Regions from separate parts of the Xenopus laevis genome. Here region 1 is linked to region 2. A link is a contact called in public Hi-C data. All regions are on one chromosome and are shown on one strand. The core of a region is the stretch at or near the end of the contact, and the rest is flanking DNA. Distances in the headings are between cores, read along the strand shown. Region 1 overlaps prkca.S (protein kinase C alpha type). Region 2 has its middle 13 kb from the start of prkca.S.

Region 1 (4,113 bases), core at 1,140-3,639, 83 kb after region 2:
AAACATTTTTTTACTTCCTTGTTTTGTGACAATAAGTCACATGATTTTAAGGATTCGGTATACATGGTATGTATGTATATTTCTATTATTATAGCACTACCTGTGTGCACAGCACTGTTTCTACACCTTATGCAGGGATTCCCTATTCCTAGGGCAGTAATGACAGACTGCAGTGAGGTATCTGTTCTGTGAGATGCACCCACCTCACTTAGCGTTCTGCTTTGCTGCACTTAACAGAATGTTTCCTATTGTGGCTTTGGTTACAGTGCTAAGTGGCAAATAACAGCTGTGCTCTGCACTGCTGTCCCCTGCTGGGGTTGAATGCTACTTTAAAACCCTGAACTTATTTTGGGAACCCTCTAGCAGTAGTTTCTTAGATGTGGAATGATTTGTGGACACAGATTTGCCAGGCTCTCCCTGTCCCTGTATGCCCTAGCCACTGGAGTTGGCGTGGAAAGAGTTGTGGGTCTCATTCTGTCCCTCTGCTACAACTCCCAGAATTCTCTCCTAGTGAATACATAAGCAAATTGGGGCACCTAATATATTCGCTGGCAGGTATTGTGAGTTTTGCATCTTCCTAGATTCAGTGCTCAATGCAGAGCACAATATTGCCGCCCAGCTGAAGCACATAAGACACCAGTCTCTCCTGTGTCTTAAGCTGGCCATAGACGCAAAGATCTGATCTTACGAATCGAGGATTCGTACGATTTTCGGACCATGTGTGGAGAGTCCCGACATTTTTCGTTCGGCGGAGATCGGCCGTTTGTTCGATCGGACAGGATAGAAAATTTCTGTCAGCTGCCGATAATATCTCTGTGTGTATTGCCGATCATACGATTTTTAGTTGTCAGACTGTCACTAGCTTTATCGGACATAACTATCGTACGATTGCTGTCAGGGGCAGAACATCGGCTGATCTGAATGGTTAGTGGCAGGTCGGGAGATGGGAAAGTCTGATCGTACGTTGATTCGTACGATCGGATCTTTGCATCTGAAGCCGGGGCCCTGCCAGCTTATTAAAGCACTTCTCATACTAAGTTAAGAGTCACTTCATCTGTCCTTAGCCATCAGTAAGATGTTATCTTCTGCCAAATGACTCTGTACTGCCTCAGAATCCTGAAGGATGATCTGCCACTTGGCTGCCTCATGAGCCACACAGAATGCAGAAGGGCTCTTTAGGGCCACAGGAACCAGTTACTTATCCAGAGTGCAGTGATTCGTTGCTCTGCTCCCAAGGCTTCTCTCTGACATTCACACCTTTGCAGTATGTAGGACTGCAATCTCTGCATTTTCATTGCTAAAGAGTCGTAGGAATGCCAAATGCAACTGGTTGCCAACAGGGACAGCTCTCTATTCAGGGATTAGATGTGCAAACAGTTGCAGAAAGCTCATTAGGAAAAAGAAAAAGGAAAAGAAAAGATACACTGGAAGTTCTGTATATGAACAATGTTTGGTCCCTTGTCCCTATGGGGTAGATGGGGTGGGGTTTCTCTGGCATTAATTGGCACCACACATGGTTCCTTTCTTCACATCAGCTACAACATATGTTTTATCCCTACGCCCCTGTCTCCCCTCCCACCCAAACGCAAAGTGAATAGATGCAGCCTGTGTTGGCAGGAGTGAAGGAAAGGGAAGTTTGATCAACATAACAACTATGTAATCTGCTCTGTGGTATATGGCTCCTTTTGTAACTCCCAGGCCCAGCTATTCCCTGTATGGCTCCTTCTTTATCTTCCAGACCCTGCTATTCCCTCTATGGCTCCTTTTGTAACTCCCAGACCCTGCTATTCCCTGTATGGCTCATGTCATAACTCAGGTACAATATGGGTTTCCTGCATCGCTCCTCCTGTAAGGCATGAACCAATACAGATGCAGGTACCTTTTGTAGGTTAATGAGAAGTGAACGTTAGATTGTATGCTCTGTGCCTGAATAGTGTGGCTCTGTACAGGACAGGAAAAATAACCCGCTTTTGCTCTGTTATCTCCATATTCTGTGTTGGCACCCGTGAGGCACAGTACAAAGAGCCTATTTGATCTTCATGCAGGAGCTGCCAGTTTGCTATAGCATTAAGTACATCTAATTACATTTAATTATCTCTGTCCCTTGACCTTACAGACTATCGGTGATAAGTGGAGAAGTCATTTGATTGGGTATAGATAACAGCTTTTCAGTGATTCAGTATAATCTGTGTGCTGCCAGGCTCAGGTTGGGTTTGGGTTGGGTCACCTTCTCTCACTGCTGGCTCCATCTTTCCATCCTCTTTCAATCTTTCCCTCCTGTCTCTATCTTGCCCTCCAGTGGCCTAACTGTAGTGGAAGCAGACACCGCAGTCACAGGGGGGCCAGGAAAAAGGGGGGCCCGGACTGCGGGGTCTGGGGGTGGAGTCTGGATGGGGAGTGGGCGCCAGTATGGGGATCGGAGTGTGCTGGGGCCCTCTGAAGATTTTTTTGCAGGGGGGCTCGGCGCACTCTAGTTGCACCTCCCATCTCCATCTCGCCCTTTAAGTAGGGTTGCCACCTGGCCGGTACTATACCGGCCTGGCCTATGAAAATGATGGCTGATCCCAATGTTATTAATAGGGTAAAAAGATAAACATATAGGAAAGCTGGTATTTTTTTCCAGAAAAGGTGGCATCCCTAACTATAAGGCCTAGTTCAGTTACACTGTAGTTATGAGCCACTTTTTCTATAGTATAAAGATCCTTAACAACTCCCTGCATGCTTACATTACACCCTTCAACCAAAGTAGGGTGTAAATATATATGTAACGGGTTCCTTACATTTCTCAAACTTTTTCTCCATGGGCCACATTCAAATTTAAACACAGTTGGAGAGCAACACAAGCATGAAAATGTTCCTGAGGTGTACCAAATAAGGGCTGTGATTCGCTGTGACTCGGTAGCCCTATGTTGACTGACAGCCTACAGGAGCCTCTGTTTAGCAGTACATCTGGTTTTTATGCAATTAAAACTTGCCTCCAAGCCTGGAATTCAAAAATAATCAACTGCTTTGAGGCCACTGGGAGCAACATTCAAGAGGTTGGCTCATTAACCACTGGTTGGGGATCACTGCACTTCTTCCCCACCCCTTTTTGTCTGTCTGCCTGTCTCTTCCTAAGAGATTGTAAGTTCTTTGGGGCAGGGACCTCGGCCAAACGGTGTATCAAAACACCTAGACAAACACTTAGACATATATTTATTTATAATAAATAATAACTGGTTACATTTCTGCTGCTATACATACATACATTAACATTTTGTGGGGTTTTTCAGACCAAACTGCCAGAGGATTCAGATAAGAACCAGTGTAAATATTATAGTCTCAAACCCCCCCCTCCGCACTGCATGATCCCAGAGAGAAGATCCAGTTCCCCTGAGCTCTGAAGGTGCGAATCCAACTAAGATTCAGTTTTACTTTATAAGGAGGTTTGTGGCTGCACAGTGGGAGGGGGGCAGGAGCTGGGACTGATGAGCTTTTGTGGGGAGTTGAAGTGCATGCTGCAGGGATGTACAACAATCAAACCATTTCCATTATCTGTGTTAGGGGCAGATCCAGATCCAAGCCACTTCATCTAGCTGATAATACAGGGCCTCGGCCATGTGCTGCAGACATTTTATTCATACAACATTACAGTAAATACAGTACATACTGAGCAGTGTTTAGTGCTAGTCTTAATCAAATTAGTAAACATATACTCTACTACGTCAGGTGTATTGTTCTGTCTCCGTCTGTTGATCTTCTAAGAAGGGTGGTCTTATATATCAGGGGCTGCCTAATTCCTTTCCATGTGTCACTAGAGGCTCCTAGCAGACTGCAGTTATACATGCTTCTTTCTCTGGTTTTGCCTAGCTTATTTTACTTTACTTATTTTGGCATCCTGTATAGGTTAGAAACTGCTCCACTTGTAACATCCTCCTGCTCCTTGGCTGCTCTCTTTCCCATGGCCAGCCTGGAACCAGTGGCGGAACTACCGGGGGAGCAGGGGGTGTGAGTGGGCCAGGCCCCCCCCTCAGGGCCCCCCGGCAGTCCGCGCGCCGCTGCGCACATTCCCAGACAGTTTCCGGGTGTACGGAGGGGGGCTGGGGCCCGGCTGCGCGTCCTGCGCCAGGGCCC
Region 2 (3,764 bases), core at 624-3,123:
CCACGCCCATTTTGTAGCCACGCCCCCTAATTACCATGTTAATTTGGCAGGTTATGATAGTTTGAACTTATTTCTGTGTTTTTTTTTTTTGCAGTTTTCACTAATTAAGGTGAATTGCCCTTTACGCTGTGAGTCTAAAGCTGGCCATAGACACAAAGATCCGATCGTAGGAATCCACAATTCGTACGATTTTCGGACCGTGTGTGGAGAGACCCGACATTTTTCGTCCAGCGGAGATCAGTCATTTGGTCGATCGGACAGGTTAAAAGATTTCTGTCGGCTGCCGATAATATCTCTGCATGTATTGCCGATCGTACGATTTTCAGAGGGAAACTGTCACCAGCTTTTTTCGGACATAACTTTCGTACGATTGCTGTCAGGGGCAGAACATCGGCTGATCTGTTCTTTTCTACTTTATTTGATCGGAATGGTTAGTGGCAGGTCGGAGATGGGGAAGTTCATTCGTTCGTCCGATATTGCAGGTAAATCTGCACGTCTATGGCAAGCTTTACTTCTCCCAAGGAACTGTTATCTTATATTGTTACAATGACTTATTTGCTTATCTCAAAATTGTTACAAAAGTATCTTATCTGCTGCTGTGGCTGTTCTGGGCTCTCTGCCAAAAGCCAATTATGTTAGAAACATTGTTTCTTTTTCTGCCTGTTCAGTGCAGAGAAAATAGGGACTTTCCAGTACAAACGAGGGACTGTGGGTTGAGCTGTCAAAATATTAATAACGCTAAAATTCATTTTGTTCCCCTAGTCTCCATAAACCCAGATTGTAGATCTACGTATGAACTCTAAAAGGAGCGCTTCTCCTCCAGAAAGGGATAGCGTCAGCTGTTAGAATAGGCAGGGTTAATATAGAGAAACGGGATAAATCTCGGGCCCGGACTGCCAATCTGTGGAGTCTGGCAGATACCAGAGGGGCTGCTGTAAGTAAGATGTCATTGAAAGTCACTGTTTAGTGGGCTGGTGGTGGGCTATTTGGCCCTTTGTGTATTTTAAATGCCTGCGCCTATTCTGACTCACAGTCTGAGCCTGTATCCCCTAACCCAGTTCTGAAGAGTGACTGCAGTCTGTACTAGTCACCAAACCCACATACACTTTACTGTAACTTTACCGTCTGCCCTTATATACTCAATAGGTGGGTTCTAACCACTCTTTAGGGTTGCCACCATTTCTGTTAAAAAAAATAACAGCCTTCCTATTTTTTTTTCTCTATTAATTACATTGGCATTAGTGCACCATGACCCCTGCAAAAAAAAAAAAAATCTTCAGAGGGCTGGAGCAGCACCCCCTCCACCAGCCTTAAGGCAGTGGCTAGGGTTGCCACCTTTTCTGGAAAAAAATACCGGCCTTCCTATATATTTATCTTTTTTCCCTCTAAAGGTAGAACTCCACAGCAATTTTACCTGTGATACTTCCGGTAAAAATTATGGTTGATCCCAATGTTAATAAGGGTAGAACTACACGGGTAATTTTACCTGCGCTACCTTTAGTTTTCGACACAATGAGACTAATCACAGGCGTCACGTCGGATGCGTAGAATCTAATGTAAGTAATACAAATGTTGCACGTATGCCCTGATTGCATTGTTGTGTCAGTTGCAATTAGCTTCTACGTGCGACATTTGTATTACTTACATTAGATTTGGCGCATCTGACGTGTGGCCTGCGATTAGTCTCATCGCATCGGACTGGAAGGTAACGTAGGTAAAATTACACTGGGATCAACCATCATTTTTACTGCCCAGGCTGGTCAAATACCGGCCAGGTGGCAACCCATCGCCATGGCCCACAAGGAGATTTGTCGCTCCTGATAAAAATGCATGACCATGGGCAACAAATCTTCATTGGAAATCGTCAGCGTTAAAACCAACGCATCGCTTCGTTCTTCCAACATTGCCGAAGTTGCCTCGGGAGGAAACTGCAGGCAGCTTTGGGATGTGTAGGATTTACCCCCAGTGGTGTCATTTCTTTCCAGTGGAGAGGCATTTTCAAGAGAGGTGCAGCCCTCAGTCGTGCATAAATAAGCATGGACAACAAATCTCCTTGTAGGCCACTGCCCTTAATCAGGCCCGGATTTGTGGAAAGGACACCAAGGCCCGGGCCTAGGGCGGCAGGATTTTAGGGGGGGCGGAATTCTGCCCAACCACACCCACATTGGTTCAAAAACACTGGGGATGCGCAGGAGATACAATCATTAAATTTCCCGTGCCCCGATCCCCATTGCTCTGGTGATTAAAGGGAGGGGACAGGGGAGACGAATGGCAGTGGGCCTAGGGGCGCCCACTGTGTAGGGCCCTGCCCTTAATGGTTGCATCCCCCACTCGTGTCCCAGGGAAGCTATGGGAGTGGGGATTCTGACAACTATACAACTATAGAGGAAGCAGATCATGCAGTCAAGGCCCCCCTGTCTCCTGACCCAACCCCCCCCTGGCATGTCAATGATTGGCATCAAGCTCTGGTACTGGGAGTGTGAGAGTCCCCTCCTAACTATAACATGTTCTTCCTGGGAGTACCTACATGGTGAATAGATCCCTTGACTTGCTGGCCAAGGAGTTATAGGGGGCCAGTAGAGCATAGGCTGATGTTAGGGTTGCCACCTGGCGGCCTGGCCAGTAAAAACGATGGTTGATCCAAATGTTATTGATAGGGAAAAATGATAAATATAGAGTAAGGCCGGTATTTTTTTACAGCAAAGGTGCCAACCCTAGCTGATGTCTTATTCCCATAAATTTTGCCCTGGGGCTCAGTAACTCCCTTACAATACTGCTTTCTTATCACTTTTATAAAATCCCTTTGGGAGGTTTGGGTTATGGGGGCAATTATTATTATCTCCTGATTAATTAAAATCATATAGATCAGAGACAGAATCTAGATATGGCTAGATACAGCTAGTGTATAACAGCTCATTTTATACGTATATGGTATGTGATTTGTTTTGCTTTCCCCTCCCAGGAGCAGACATACTCAGGGTTGGACTGGGGGGCCCAGGGCCCACTGGGTTTGCTACTTCAGGCCCCTGCCACAGTGGTGAAGACACAGATACCTCAGAACCCCCCCAGCTGCAACCTTCCTGACCCCCTCGCCCCTACCTTTTTTTCTGATGACGGGGGGCTGGGAGGGAGGTCGATAGGTGCCGCCAACAGCGGGTCTGGGGTCCCACTGTATTCAGTTACCTGGGGTGCTTCATGTCTGACTATAAGACACAGAGCCTAAACTACAGAAAGTCATCAAGACTTACTGAATACAGGGCCAGCATTGGGGCGCAGGGGGGACTGTTATCCCAGACCCGTTGAAATGTTGATCCAAAAAGGGACACAGCCACATTACAAAAGTTACTCAAACTGTGTAAGTTATGTACAAAGTTACATTACAACTTGCACAGTTTACATATTTAAATTTCTTGAACAAAAAAGCTGCCTATACTTGCCTAAAGCTTACATAAGTTACATTCACATCAAAATGCTGTGAACCTTGACAGGGCAATGAATTAAAAAAAACTTTTTACAAAATCCACCGCCCTTCCATTAACTGGCTGCAGGGCCGGCCTTAGGCCTATTGGACCAATTGGGCCCAATTGGGCCCCGCGCCTCTGGGGGCCCCGCACCAGAGGGCAGCACAGGTAATATTTCCCCCAGCACATGATGCTGCCTGGCCTGCCCCCAACTCCTCTCACTCTCTTACCTTGTCTGCCCCTTTCCTTTCTATTTTGTGCCTGTATGCTCTTATTTTCCTAAATACTTGGTGTGTCGGGAGC

The links. Hi-C and Micro-C count contacts between places; a contact is called where the count stands out from the background.
Region 1: a contact with region 2 is called in a Hi-C map of the XTC cell line, with 5 times the contacts expected there. The contact joins two enhancer-like sites. A contact is called at or near these places in 3 of 4 Hi-C or Micro-C datasets (the XL177 cell line, the XTC cell line and animal cap).

The regions. Positions count from the first base shown.
Region 1 is chr9_10S:46,264,787-46,268,899 of Xenopus_laevis_v10.1, forward strand. The region is part of intron 3 of prkca.S (protein kinase C alpha type); the gene reads left to right. Among protein-coding and RNA genes, the nearest start is that of LOC108702164, 52 kb to the right of the region's middle. Within about 2 kb of position 2,390, at least 1 of the 7 cell types and tissues checked has an H3K27ac peak or open chromatin away from gene starts, as enhancers often do.
Region 2 is chr9_10S:46,181,843-46,185,606 of Xenopus_laevis_v10.1, forward strand. No RefSeq gene overlaps it. Among protein-coding and RNA genes, the nearest start is that of prkca.S, 13 kb to the right of the region's middle. Within about 2 kb of position 1,874, at least 1 of the 7 cell types and tissues checked has an H3K27ac peak or open chromatin away from gene starts, as enhancers often do.